Linked DNA regions of Drosophila melanogaster: region 2 is linked to region 1. A link is a contact called in public Hi-C data. All regions are on one chromosome and are shown on one strand. The core of a region is the stretch at or near the end of the contact, and the rest is flanking DNA. Distances in the headings are between cores, read along the strand shown. Region 1 holds the start of CG14641. Region 2 holds the start of CG9776.

What was found. A called contact is a pair of places that touch in the nucleus more often than the background predicts.
Region 2: a Hi-C map of the Kc167 cell line shows a contact between it and region 1, with 4 times the contacts expected there. A contact is called at or near these places in 37 of 107 Hi-C or Micro-C datasets (the D17-c3 cell line, the Kc167 cell line, the ML-DmBG3-c2 cell line and 10 more) and 3 of 7 datasets of targeted methods (all in the Kc167 cell line).

What each region holds. Positions count from the first base shown.
Region 1 is chr3R:4,229,695-4,236,929 of dm6, reverse strand. CG14641 reads left to right here and starts at 4,588. Exons shown (of 1, transcript NM_141183.4): 1 at 4,588-6,151. The coding sequence starts at 4,688. The coding sequence ends at 5,944. abs (abstrakt) reads right to left here and starts at 3,883. Exons shown (of 1, transcript NM_079496.4): 1 at 1,889-3,883. The coding sequence starts at 3,801. The coding sequence ends at 1,942. Gel (Gelsolin) reads right to left here and starts at 1,713. Exons shown (of 9, transcript NM_206427.4): 1 at 1,606-1,713; 2 at 782-842; 3 at 126-377. The coding sequence starts at 166. It also overlaps asRNA:CR46255.
Region 2 is chr3R:4,329,902-4,337,136 of dm6, reverse strand. It overlaps CG9776, which reads left to right and starts at 3,066. Exons shown (of 7, transcript NM_141198.4): 1 at 3,066-3,915; 2 at 3,978-4,145; 3 at 4,660-4,847; 4 at 4,913-5,590; 5 at 6,889-7,037; 6 at 7,103-7,235. The coding sequence starts at 3,225. Skp2 (S-phase kinase-associated protein 2) reads left to right here. Exons shown (of 5, transcript NM_164340.4): 2 at 1-668; 3 at 729-1,128; 4 at 1,192-1,351; 5 at 1,408-2,258. The coding sequence ends at 1,594. CG14645 reads right to left here and starts at 2,039. Exons shown (of 1, transcript NM_144068.3): 1 at 1,631-2,039. The coding sequence starts at 2,020. The coding sequence ends at 1,727.

The sequences.
Region 1 (7,235 bases), core at 3,339-5,838:
ACGGCTGTTTTCTCGAATTGGTGTTAGCGATGTCGCGTACGACTGCTAAAGTTTTGTTAAAATTCAGGAACTGAGTACTTATCACCCCAGAGCTTTCTGGACAGCGAACTGCTCGCTTGCATTACCTGGAGAGGACTGCCATTGTGGCGGCGCCGGAGGCATCCATTTCGAGTCTGCCTCTTCTCTGGTCGACGACCGAGGGTTCCGAGGAGCTTTGTTTATTGTTGCGATAAGTATCTGTGAGTCGCAAATAGCGTATATGCCCGATGTGTTTGGGTACGCGATCTTTTGTATTGGCCTTTATTTTTGTCGTAGCGTTGGTTTCTAGTTCAAACAGCGGCAGTTGCTCTTCCAGATTTAAGCAGAGTGTGTGGAAACTGCAAGTAAGAGAATCATCAGGGCAATAAGAGAAGGAAAGATGTTAATATTTTCGAACGAATCGCTGAGCACTGATGTTTAACCGCCAACAAGTACGCGTATGTTATATACAGCCACCCAGAAAACAACGTCTTTAAATAATAATAATTGTCTTCAACAATAAGAGCTTCCCCAAACTCGTTTAAGCTAAACTTCCTGATGGATTTCTTAAATGTGAGTTGTAGAATGCTAAATGATACTTAATATTTCCCGAAAAGTTGTTCTGCTCACCAGCTCCTCTCTTGTATGATATCATGTTTGTATCTCGAGTGCGCTGCTTGATCAGAGCATAATGTTAAGGAGAGCAAAAAAAAAGTGCCGCAAGCGTGTAATCGCATATTGTCATTCAGTTAATTAGTTTCACCTGCGTATGAGATCACGACTGTTTTCGTCAAGCGGCAAGCCCATTTGGCCCTTCCTTGCAACTGGGTCACAGCCAAAAAAAAAGAAATCAGTTTTTATTGAGAACTCAGTATGGGATGGAATCATATAAGATTTTTAAATTATGTCGGCAAGCACATTAGTTCCAATTTGTAAAGGCTTGGGAGCCAGTCAGGAGTACGTCATACGTACTTCGAAATGATACCTATTTGAAATGAAAGTGATGGGCCACAGCATGTTCGGAATAATATTCCGAAGCCGGCCATAAGTTGGACCAGCTTGAATTGGTTGGATAAAGGCAGTTACCCATTTTCCAGTGCCAAAATCATACAAACGGATTCTTGGACAAACCGCGCGCATGGGTAACATTTAAACATTCAAATGTGTATCCAATTATTCAAATCCAATCCAAATGCCAATGAAGTTGGGGATAATTTAACGGAGATAAATTAACCAAATTTTGTAGGTACCATCAATTTAATTTGATCATATTATACAGTGTTATGAATTTATTTTTTCAAGAACACACAGCTTGGTAAAAAGCTAGTGGCTTATCTAATATAAAACCGACCTCAGTTCCGATGATTGTTTTCAAAGCAGTAGATAAGACAAATCAACGACCAATTTAACGAAATGAACTCAGCAAAATAATAGCTTTGAAAGTTGTTAATGTCTATATAATCAGCCTTCAATTGAAATCATTTAGGCTAGTCTGAATTTTACTTTATACTAGAGTAACCTACTATTCTGGGCGATGTTATTACATATTGCTGATAAAACATCATTTAATTTTTGGGGCACACTTACTTGTAAGTCAATACGATCTGCGCAATTTCTCACGATCCCAGTGCGATGATTGAATAAAAGCGCTTCGAACGACAAGCATGCAGAGCTCTGCCTCAGACACTAAACGAAAGCCAAAGCTCGTCTTCGCTTTTATAATATTTTTCTTAAGCCCGAAACGCGCGCGCGTCCGGCCGAGATCGCTCTCTGGGGTTGCTGGGACGATTGATAAGCAAAGCTTCGTGCGATAAGCAGCAAACTGAACTTAAAACAGAGTGAAAATAAATTTAAAAGTTCCCAGAAAAGTATGTATGTATACTAATCTATTTATTACTATTTTAATTTGGTGGTGGTAGTGGTTTAGTAATCCGCAGCGGTGTTAGATAGGTAGTCGCGACGTCCTATGTTTGAAGCTTGCTTGTTCTGAACAGCCTCAAGTTTTGGGCACTCCGTGATGCGATGGCCCAGACCACCACAGTAGGTGCAGCCATGCGAGTCACCCAGGTCCAGGTGCTGGTGTTCGGTCTCAGGTGCCAGTTCGTCCAAGAAGTCCGGGACCTCTTGCTTGCCCTCGATTAGCAGGTGCTTCAGGTCGAGCAGAACCGACTGCTCGGTAGTCTTGTTTATCAGCGTCGTAGCCAATCCCTTAGTGTTGGAACGACCTGTGCGGCCAATACGATGCACATAGTTTTCAATATCGTCCGGCATGTCGTAGTTAATAACGTGTTGCACGTTAGGGAAGTCCAGGCCCTTCGATGCCACGTCGGTGGCCACCAGCACATCTTTTTTGCCCACGCGGTAAGCATCGACTGCCCGCGATCGTTCTTCCTGATCCTTTCCGCCGTGAATAGCCACCGCCTCCACGCCTTTCAACAGCAGATACTCATGTATGCAGTCTACATCCTGCTTCTTCTCAGCAAAAATGAGCACGGGCGGCGCGGTCTTCTGTAGGCAGTCCAGCAAATATACCACCTTTGCCTCTTGCTTAACGTACTCAACCTGTTGGGTGACGTTCATTGACGCAGCACCTGCGCGACCCACATTTATTGTGACAGGCTTCACGAGAGCTGATCGAGCAAAGTTCTGGATCTTTTTTGGCATGGTGGCAGAGAATAAAAGTGTCTGTCGCTGGCCTTTGAAGAAAGAGAATATCGTACGAACGTCCTCTTCAAATCCCATGTCAATCATGCGGTCAGCCTCGTCCATGCACAAGTACCGGCACATGTCCAGCGTAAGGATCTTCTTGTCCAGCATATCCATTAGACGACCAGGGGTCGCCACCACAATATGTACGCCGCGTGAGATGACGTCAAGGGCCTCGCTGACCGGCAAACCACCCATGGCCAGGCAGGAACGAATCTCAGGCATTCCGCATGCCTGGAGGTGCTTGCTGTAGTGTTGAATTATCTCGTGTGTTTGCTTGGCCAGTTCGCGGGACGGGCAAATGATCAGGCCGTAGGGGCCCTCGTTACGCTCAAAAGGCAGACTATACTCCTGTTCCAGGGCAAACATGATGACTGGCAGCACGAAGACAAGCGTTTTTCCAGACCCAGTGAAGGCTATTCCAATTAGGTCGCGGCCGGCTAGTACAGTGGGCAGGCCTTGCACTTGGATTGGGGTCGGGTTCTTAATGCCTTTGGCCGCTAAGCCGTTAAGTATACCTTTAGGGAACTTCATTTCCCGGAAGCTGCGAATTGGCGGGCTGGGGGTTTCTCCCTCCACTAGGATCCTCAACTCGTGGCGAACGGCCTCGCGCTCTTCCTCCGACATTTCCCGAATGTAACGCGGCGGTTTCCAAGCTGTTTTAATAGGCTGCTCGTACTGAATCCCCTTCGCCAACTCTGCCACACCCATAAGGGCCTTCTGCTGAGCAATGCTCTCCATAATCTTTTCCTCCTCTCGCAGCTGCTTTTCGACGGCACTCAACTTTTTGGCCTCGGCAATTTTCTTCAGTTCTGTGTGCTGGTCCAGCAGACTAATGTTGTACTTGCGTCCCCAGGTCTCGACATCGTGCGCACCCTGCGAGTCGTCTTCATTCTCATTCTCGCTTGACGACTTGGGCTGGGCCGTTTCCGAAACCAGTTGCACGATCCTGCCCAGCTTTATCATGTGCTGCTTCTTCCGCTCCTTCACCGGTACGTATGGCACGTAGTCCTCGTTGTCCAGGTCGCCTTCCTCCGAGGACTTAGACGACCTCCGATACCGCTTTACGTGCGCCATAGCATTCGATCTATATTTCTGATTTTTGTTTGTTTCGTTTTCGCCTAATTTGACTACAACAAAGGCCACCGTACGACGTTTTAAATTAGGCGAGCCCGAAAAATACTATATTCTAATGGGTATCGATTACAGTTATTAAACAGTGATTCCACTGACAGCTTCTTGCTTATGATATATTCATGGCATGCAGACCGGATAATAGTTTTTTTTTCAATTTGGGCAAAATCTTTCGATTTCGTTTTTAGGTGCTCTGGTTTTCTGAGTTTGAGATTGAGTCTTTCTTTTTTTGTGAAAACCAAGCAACGTGAAAAATGCAACTTTTAGCGCGAAGGTTGCCATACTGTTGGTGAAATATAACAGGCAGGTAAAAATACTTAGTAAATATATTTAAAGCAGGGCCAAAAGTGCTGTTCGTAAATAATGATAATTAATTGAATAACATAAGTGGTCAGAGCGCAGTGAATACGTAACTGCGAACATCGGAATTAAAAGTGCCAAAAACTCTGTGTAAATCGCCCAGAAACATTTTATATGAACTTATGCGTGCTATCAAAAGTGTTTCAGGAACATTTCTGTTAAACGGTTAGCGAACATGAATAGTACAGAATAGTAGAATATCGTATTGATCGGTTTCGGATCAGTCGAATGCAATATATTTTTGTGTGCATTTGGGTATAGATATATATTCTAAGCAGTGTGAATATGCTATTAAATTCAATAAATTATATCGATTGCTGACTTTGAACTAACTGTCTGCTTCTGGCTCAACTTATCGATATTGGTATATCACTCGCGACACACCACCATTTTCGACAAGTAGAAAGCGAATGAGCATTGTCTAAATTTAGCTCGGATTTTAAGTGCAAGGTACATAAGTGCCGCTGCTATGTCTATGTCAAAAACGACTAACACCTATAACCGGCAGAACTGGGAAGATGCTGAATTCCCAATTCTGTGCCAAACTTGCCTTGGCGACAATCCGTACGTGCGGATGATTAAAGAGCGGTTCGGCAAGGAATGCAAGATATGCACGCGTCCATTCACAATATTTCGATGGTGTCCTGGTGCTCGTATGCGCTTCAAAAAGACGGAGATATGTCAAACGTGTGCGCGCCTGAAGAACGTGTGTCAGACCTGCCTCTTGGACCTGGAGTACGGACTGCCGATTCAAGTACGAGATGCGGCGCTCAAAGTGGCTGACAATATGCCACAAAGCGACGTTAACAAGGAATACTACATCCAAAACATAGACGCCCAGCTGCAGGACGGAGATGGCACGGAGGCGGCAGGAGCTGTCGGTCGATCCCTCGCCGCCAACGAGATGTTGTCCAAGCTTGCGCGCACAGCACCCTATTACAAAAGAAATCGGCCGCACATCTGCTCCTTTTGGGTTAAGGGCGAGTGCAAGCGTGGAGAGGAGTGCCCATACCGCCACGACAAGCCCAACGAGCCGGACGATCCGCTATGTGAGCAAAACATCAAGGACAGGTACTACGGACGCAACGATCCTGTGGCCGAGAAGATCATGAAGCGTGCAGCCTCGCTTCCCACACTCGAGCCGCCGGAGGACCGCAACATCACAACTCTCTATGTGGGGAACCTTCCTGAAGAAATCACGGAACCCGAGCTGCGAGATCAGTTCTACCAGTTCGGCGAAATTCGATCAATTGCGCTGGTGCCACGCCAGCAGTGCGCTTTTGTGCAATACACCAAAAGAAACGCTGCCGAGCTGGCTGCTGAGCGGACCTTTAATAAACTGGTGATCCAGGGCCGGAAGGTGAGCATTAAGTGGGCTCACTCTCAGGCAAAGCAGGGCACCGCTGCAAAGACAGACAGACGCTTCGACTTGGCCGGCATTCCACCGCCTAGCGCGAAGCCCAACGACTACTTCAATCTTCGCCAAGAGCAAATCAATGTCATGCCCGCCGGCATGAAGCTGCATCAGTTGCCATCAAATCTAGTTCCGGCGTCGGCTTACCAAATGTATGGTCAGCCTACTTATGCAGCTCCCTACGGAAACGCCACTTCCACAGCCCTTTCTTCCTCGGGTGTCAATTTGGATTCCATATCGATTCCTCCGCCACCGGGTCAAGTACCGTATCCAAGTCAGGACGCCAGTCGGATGGGAGCTGTTAAAAAGTAGGAAAACCCTGTGGTCTACAATGGTTCCAATTCAATAAATCATTTTTATAAAATTAAATACAAACTTTTTAAAGTGGTCAGTTCCATAAAAATGACTTAATATTAATAGAATTTATCCGTATGGACGAAATTGTTTTCGATTCGAATTGTTAAGAAAAAACACCAAACAATTAGAGAGGAGAAGATAATAATAAATGATTTAAACTCTAAAAAAAAAAAGAAAAAAAGAACAAATTTTCGTCACAAAAGCTTATATCAAAACTTTTGTACATATGTATGTTGATGTGCGTTCGTCACTCGTTTTTACCTTTAATAAATGCTTTTCTTTGATTTGGACGATATTTGGGATTAAAAAAAGTACACCAATGCACATGTACATATGTAAGTTCATTCTTCAGTATTTATAGGGGAACTTAACATTGGGATTATGACTACCTCCCTGCATTCCATTCATTCAGATTTCATCAGCTCATTACTGATCATTAAAAATCTCGATCAAATTAATCACAGGTTAATTTGTATTAAAAAAAAAAACCATGACCTGAACCTATGTTCTAGGAAATCATCGCATAGCGCAAAATCAAAATCACGCATAAGCGCTATAAATGATAGCTCAATTCATCTCTCTACACCTCTTTTTATTCACTTAATCCTCTATCAATTTTAATGAAAAAGTGAAATTTCAGTCATTTATTAATAAAAATGTATTTTCTTAATTAGACTTATTTAAATTATGCATAGGATTTAAATTTAAGAATACAAATACATATATATGTATGTGAAATTCCAGAGTCTTTGGCGTCCTGTCCTACGGAGTTAGGACCAGCTTCTTTTCAGTTCACATGTCCGATTTACCTTAAGGTAAAATAATGTATAATTATGTATACAAAAACGAGTTAAACCAATTTACCTTAAATTATCGTTTCTGTGAGTAGTGTTTGTTGCTTATTGTAAAATAAATCCATTACCTGTAATTATTATTGAATTAAATTCCAAAATATTTACAATTTTTTTTTAAAACAAGCACTCAAAATCGCGTCTACTTCTCACAAAAGTCTATAGGCAAGTGATCTGCAAACATGTTCTATGTACATTACAAATTTAAAATTTAAATTTAAATTTGCAATTAAATAAAAAATCGCATACTGAGACCTTCGGTTAGAAATTAAAAAGCGATGAATTTGTTTTCAAAATCATCGCTTATTCCTCGTTATGATTAAGAACATTAGCATCGCTTTAAAATTTTAAGAGAGAGATGATGTAATATTTTTTAATAGCGATGAATTGTGGGA
Region 2 (7,235 bases), core at 1,817-4,316, 100 kb before region 1:
ACAACTCAAATGAGACGACCCCGTGCGCCAGTGTGTCGCGCATGGCGCACCAGCTACAGCACACGCAACGGCTAAGTCTGGGCTCTACGGGGGACATCACACTGGATAGCCCAGCTGTGGAGGATTCACTGTCGATGTCCCGTCAATCGGCCGAGAAGCTGCAGATTCTGGCGCAGGCTAAGCGCTCGTCGTTGGGTTCTGAAGGTAGCGGCAATTCAAACTCGCCCAGCAAACGTTTGCGCAACCCCCTGGCTGCAGTCACCTGTAACAACCAGATTGATGGGACTGCTTCGCTCAATTTTCAGCCATCAACCAGCAGGTTGGCGCAAGTTCGCCAGGCAAAAAAGCCCTCGACAACAAATATTACAACCCGAATAGTGGCAGCGGACAGTTTCTTTGTGTTTCGCACCCCGGCCATGAGTGCCCACATCAACAGCGGCATAAACTACTTTGAAAGACTTTCAGACGAAATACTACTTGACATCTTTAAGTGGCTCCCGAAGAAGACGCTGCTGCGCATGGCTACCGTTTGTCGACGCTTTAACCGCTGCTCTCGCGATGAGACTTTGTGGACAAGGCTAGATTTGGGTTTGCGGACAATTAGACCAGGTGCCCTCGAGCAAATTGTACGGCGGGGAGTCCTTGTAATACGTCTGGCCCAGACTAGTGTAAGTTACATCTAACATTATGTTTTCGGGAAACAAGAGCATCTAATCTTTGAACTGTAGATCCAGGAGCCCGCATTTGCACCATATACAGAAGTGTTTAGGACCCGATTACAATATCTTGACCTGAGTATGGCTTCCATCACCCGAAGCTCACTGCTGACACTATTGTCCCACTGCCGCCAGCTAAAGAAAATAAGCTTAGAGAATATTGAGCTCGATGATGACATCTGTGCAGAGATCGCAAAGAATGAAGCTTTGGAGGCGGTCAATCTGACTATGGCTAGTGGCCTGACGTCCAACAGTGTTCGCCTGATGATGGAGTCACTTACCAGCCTAAGCAGCTTAAACATATCGTGGACTGACCTAAGTGCGGATGCTGTTACGGCGTTGGTTACCCACATTTCCCCCAACTTAATTCGGCTCAATATCGCTGGCTGCCGCCGCGTTTTGTTTGACTCGCGTAAGTAGTTCCCACCGTCTTCAATGATATATTTCCTTTTTGATTTGAATTTAATTTGTTTAGATGTTGCAACCCTGCAAAAACGGTGTCCTCAGTTGTTGGAGCTTGATCTATCTGATTGCAATAGTCTAACACCAACAGTCATTACTGCAATTATGAAGTTCAAGATGCTGGAATATTTGTCCGTCTCCCGATGCTATCTTATTCCAGCAACCAAATTTATGTAAGATTTTTCCAGCAAGCGTCTGATTAATCCCTACCCAGTCATTTTCCTTGCAGTGAACTTAAGAGTATGCCCTCGCTAACCTATTTAGACATATTTGGGATGCTGTCGGACACTGCAATGGAAGTCCTTGAGAAACAACTGCCAAAAATGGGTATAAACAAATTCATTCACAGTTCGGTATCCCGCCCGACTGTTGGCACGCGACGCACCTCCATTTGGGGTCTGCGCACGCGCGACTAAGTCTCGACTCTGCTGCTTCCGTTACCATTTGAATTTGTTTTGCTGCGTAAGCCACCCGTAACGCAGTTATTTTATTCTCAATTCAACAACATAAATAATCACATTTAGCTGTTCTTATTTTTGTGCGTTTGGTCACTGATCCGCTTCGCTAAGGGGCTCCACTGGTTTCTCCCATTCCCATTCCTCCCAGTTGACGCAGTTCTTGAGACTATCCATGAATCCTGTTTCGCTGGGGCACTTGATTTCAATGGCTGGTTTGTTAAGTGTCTCACACTTCCAATACGATGTGGCATCCCAATTGTTGCGGAAAACTACAATGTCTAGCTCGGCTTGGGTCTTGCAACCCGGCTGTCCGTCACCATCATAGGCGAGGGCAATGCCAAAAGAAATCACTAGTAGGGAGGTTAGAGCGAGCTGAACCTTCATCTTTCAAAAAATGTTCTATGGTCTACTGGAAGTACTCGAAGCCTTTTATAGTTACATAGTTGCAGCGGTATAGTATCCAAGTGCAGCTACTACCAGAAAATGCTTTTATAAATTGGCATTAATGTAAACACTCGAGAGAGGAAGGAAAAGATAACAGTACTTGCCCTTGACTCCAATCTGTTCAAACTAAAAAAGGTACAATGAGTCACCCAATTTTCCATTTAAAAATTCATTGTTTTTATACTATATTAAATATTTAAGAAAATAAACAAAAAATATGTCTTTTATCAAGGAAAGCATAATCAAGCCAATTCAAAACAAAATCATATAGGGAAACGACAAATATAAATATTTTCGATCTAGTTCGTAATCATAGGTTCAAGAACAAAGTTCGTATTGGACAGCCTGCCAAATTTAAAGATTCAGCAATATAAAAGTAACTAAAGCAAGAGAGAAGGCTATGGTCGAGTTCCTCGACTATCAGATACCCGTCACCCGTGGCAACATGGGTCAACTAACTTGCGCTGGGTATTTGTCTCTAGAATCTGTATGCTTAATCTCAACCTTCTAGCTTTTATAGTTCCTGAGATCTCGACTTTCATACGGACAGACGTACATGGCCAGATCGGCTATTGATCCTGGTCAAGAATATATGTACTTCATATGGTCGGGAACGCTTCCTTCTGCCTGTTTCAACGAATCTAGTATACTCTATTACTCTACGAGTAACGGGTAGAAATATAAAATTGAAACTATTTTGAGTCATCCCTCCAATTGGTAATTTTTTTATATATTAACGGAAATTTAAAGTGCGTTACAAAAGTAAAAATTCTTTTGGTGCTAGTATGCTTAACGGGGTGGACATTTCGGCGTTTTCCACACTTCTTGGGAAATCACTTTAGACAAATTTGTACCAATGTCGGTACTTAATAGTATTTAACTATAACTTACCTTTTGCCTTTGGTGTGAATAGGCTATTAAGCCAAAGAGTAAACATTCGTCGATTGTAACTCCCTTGTCATCGATGTTGGCCAATACGTGACAACATCGATAGTATCGATAACTATCAGGTTCAGGTTCGCCTGTATTGCACTATTTTGCTTCACACACGTAATTTCGGAATTTGCCAGAAAAACACCGATCTGCTATTGATCTTAGTCCAAAATTGCGTTTTTAAGTCGAAAAGACACTTTTCGGCTTTTAGATGGATGAAGACTCGGCTACGATACAGCTGGGGGATAGGCGTCTCGGTAACGCGGTCGATCATGATCTGCTTCCAGGGCCACCCGGCGTCGATGAGAAAAGCGGAAACGAGAACTGCGAGCCCAGGAGCAGTGGGTCGGGAAAGCGCGGCAAGTCGAATTCCAGGCGCCGTTCCACATCCCGTGGTCGGTCGGATTCCCGCAACACATCGCCGTCGAACACCCGGCGAAGGCATTCCCTGTCCCGCTCGCTGACTCCACCGCGTCGTCGTTACGATTCGCCCGATTATGGGCGGTACTCCCGACGGCGCTTTGATCGTGATCGGCGACGCTCCCCCGAACGCCGGCGCTCTCCGCCACGTCGCGGACGACGGTACGGACGATCCCGGTCCCGCAGCATGTCGCCCCGACGGGGAGGTCGATGGTCACCAAAAAAAAAACCGTCGTCGCCGCCAGTGCCCCCTCCGCATGGAGGACCACATCCTCAAATGACCCCTGGCTATGGAGCTATGGCCGCACATATCTACGGATCATACGTCGCTCCACCAGATGTTTACGGTCACCAATATGGAATTCCGCCTAACTCGTTTCCACCTCAGGGACCGGGGTACGGTATTCCAGGTGCCCCGCCGGACCAAAGCTCTTTTGGCTCTGGCTACGGTCCGCCTCCCACAAGCGCGTGGGACGTAAATGGTACGTTTCTAGACATTTAACGCCAAAAGCCCTTCATTTATTAAGCATATTATTTCCTGCAGTGTACGGTCAGCAGGTGTGGATTAACCAGCCTATTTCTGGGGTCCAGCCATCCGCTTCAGACTCCCTGATCCAGCCACAGAAGGCCCGCGAAACTCTCTCTGGCAAGACGATAGGCGAGGAGCAGTCGGTGCCAGCGCTCGAAGGCGCAGGTTTGACGCCTCAGGATGGTAAGTGTGGAAATGAATTACAATGTGATCACTACGAACATTCACATGCAAACCTCTCACATTGTTTTATTACTGTTGTCATGATTACTTGTACTTGTAACTTAATTGCGCGCAAATGAATCGCATACCAGAAATTACCAAAAGTCTAGGGTAAAGATCAGATTAATCAGAATCTAGAAGTACACGCGCTGCAAGAACTAACCAAGACCAACCCGAGCGATAGTCTCGAAATGTTAATTCGTTTCAAAAAGAAAATGCAGAGTTTCCGTTTTTGTGTGGCAGTCGAAACAAACAATTACGCCAACCTGGACGACCGCCGCCCCAACTGGCTCTTCATTCAACGAGGACTGGCAGAACAAGCAATCACGGCGACTGCATCCGAGTGTAATTAGCCGATGAAATGCACTCGAGAATGCATTTGTAAATGAAATTTTAACTTTTATTTATCTAGGAAGAATGTTTATTAATTAAAACCTATATATTTATCCCCCATATATATACCGTCGATCGGCAGCTGTTGCCCAAGAAGCGGAGAAGCAAAAGGACGAGCTTAAGAAACAGCGCGCTAACTATGTCAAAAAGGTATCGCTGCTCAAGAAGGAAATGAAAGTACTTAAGGACCAGCGCGAGGACCTGGCAGCAGGCGATGCCCCACCCTCGCCAACCACAAAGAATTTCATCGAAGAAAACGACCGCCTGCAGGTGAATTGGGATCCCAAAACCTTATCTGTTAGCCACTCTATGTAACCTGTTTTCATCCTGTATAGATGCAAATTAAGAAGAAACTTGACACAATTGAAAACGTTATAGATATGCTGAACGGCATAATTGGCTACGAAGAAGTTGAAGATGAACCATCTAACCAAAAGTCCCATGGCAAGACTCAACCGGAACAACAGGATAGTCGCTCGCACTCCTCCAGTGAGAGTTCTGCAGATAGCTCTGAATCCAGCTCATCATCTAGTACTGCTTCCGATTCGTCATCCGATAACGAAGACGGGGAAGGGGCAGGCGGCGCCGTAGGAAGTCCAACCAATCGGCTAAAGCACCGCGCCATAAAGTCGATGAAGTCAAAGCAGCTACATGGTGAAATGAAGGCAGTGCCAACCCAAGCACAAAATTACAATTTTGTGTTTTTCGATCCCGAGCAGCATTGGTGCGAGAGCTGTGGAGTTTTTCCAAAGTCTGCTCGAGACTATTTAAAGCACTTGCATGCCGAGGAACACATGAATCGAGAAACCATAGAAACTCCGTGGCATGTGGGTATTGACCACGATCCCTTTCCCACATTTGAAAACGCACCTGCCAGGCGCGTCCCCGTGAGGGGCATGCAATTTCTGGTGCCGGCTAACGCTTGGTTTTGCAAGCTCTGCAGTGTTTGGATTGGAGACTTGCACTGCGCTTCTGCTCATCTTAAGTCTAGGCTTCACTCCAATAAGTATCAGGTGAGTAGTAATATACATCTTTTAAAGCTCTTATGAAATATTTACTGTCACAAATATTCTTTACCATGTTAATTTAGGGTTTTGTATTTAATTAATAAAATATATATATTAAATATAAAAATACGGAGCTTGTAGGGCTGGTGGATAGAAGTACTTCCCAAAAACAAAATTGAAACAATAGTTTTGTTAAGATTGAACGTTATTTACATATCGTGAAATCATTTCTACGTTTAGCTTACATCAAAAGTTTTGTGTGTTAAATTTGCACTTAAGATATTTAGGTAAATTACGTTATTCACTTGTGCTTTCATGCATAAAAAAAGTTCGGATTTCAGGCATTTGCCATTCGCACATAATATCAGCTGTCACTACCCTTGGCAATGATGTAGTGTATGAGCAGAACAAGTTTGAAGATTGCTCCAATTGTCAACTTTTTTTTTTGCTGTAAAGTTGGCTTTTACCTTTGTGTCAATTTATTAATTATTAAATTGGCTTATTTTTAAAAGGTTAATTCTTCTTTTCCTTCCCAGCAACAAAATTTAATGGTAAGATGGGAATGTGAATGTAAATGGAGTAGCCAACATGTGCTTTAAATATATTGTTAGTACTTATGTAATCTTACTACAATCATAAGTTAACAATAAATAAATGGAAGCCTATAGAGGCATGTCCGTTTGTATGAACATCGAATTTTTGGGAACTATAAAAGATACCTAAGCATGCAGATTCTATTGAGGTTTTCGTGGCGTAAGTTTCTTTTAGAACATTGTCACACCACAAAGGCCACAAACGGTGGCTATTCTATGGTATTTGACGCCCAAAAACTGTCTCGCCCACACTTTTTAAAAATTTCATTATACCCGTTACTCGTAGTAAAAGGGTATACTAGATTCGTTGAAAAGTATGTTACAGGTCGGACTCGTTTGTGGCCATATAAAATAAGGATATTCCTGATCAAGATCACTAGCCGAGTCTGGCCATGTCCGCCTGTCAGTCCGTTTGTATGAACGTCGAGATCTCAGAAACTATAAGAAAAACTTCGAGAAGATTTAAGTTTATTCATTTCCCAATTTCTATCGACATGCCAAAAAAAATTTTATAGCTCTCGTTCGCACTTCCACTGAGTCACCAAAGGGTATCTAATAGTCGGGGACCACTCTTGTCAAAACTAACATAGGCCTTCCACTTACCTTTCTCGTATATATTTTATAATTGCTTTTATTAATTCTTCGCCTCATGCAATTATTCTCCTGTCAATTTGGAATATATTATTGACTTTTTGTACCCGTGCATTGCAGCAATTTTTAAATCAGAACCCCAACTATGAAATAGAGTGGCAAACAAACCGCGAGCGGGCCATGAATCAACAGAAAGATCACGATGATGCCAAGAATAAAAAGTCCAAGAAAGACGAGGACAAGGCGTCCAAAAAGAGGAAAAAAAAGGGGTAAGGGTCATAAGAATAATTTGAATCCAGATTATATTTTATATTTGTTTCTTTTTTACAAACAGCGGGGACAAAAAAAAAAAGAAGCGCAAGCACGGAAAGAAGAGCAAACGTAGTACAATAGATGCAAACAGCACATCGTCATCCTCCGATAGCTCTTCGTCGGAAGAGGAAAATGGACAGCAACCAAAGAAAGGT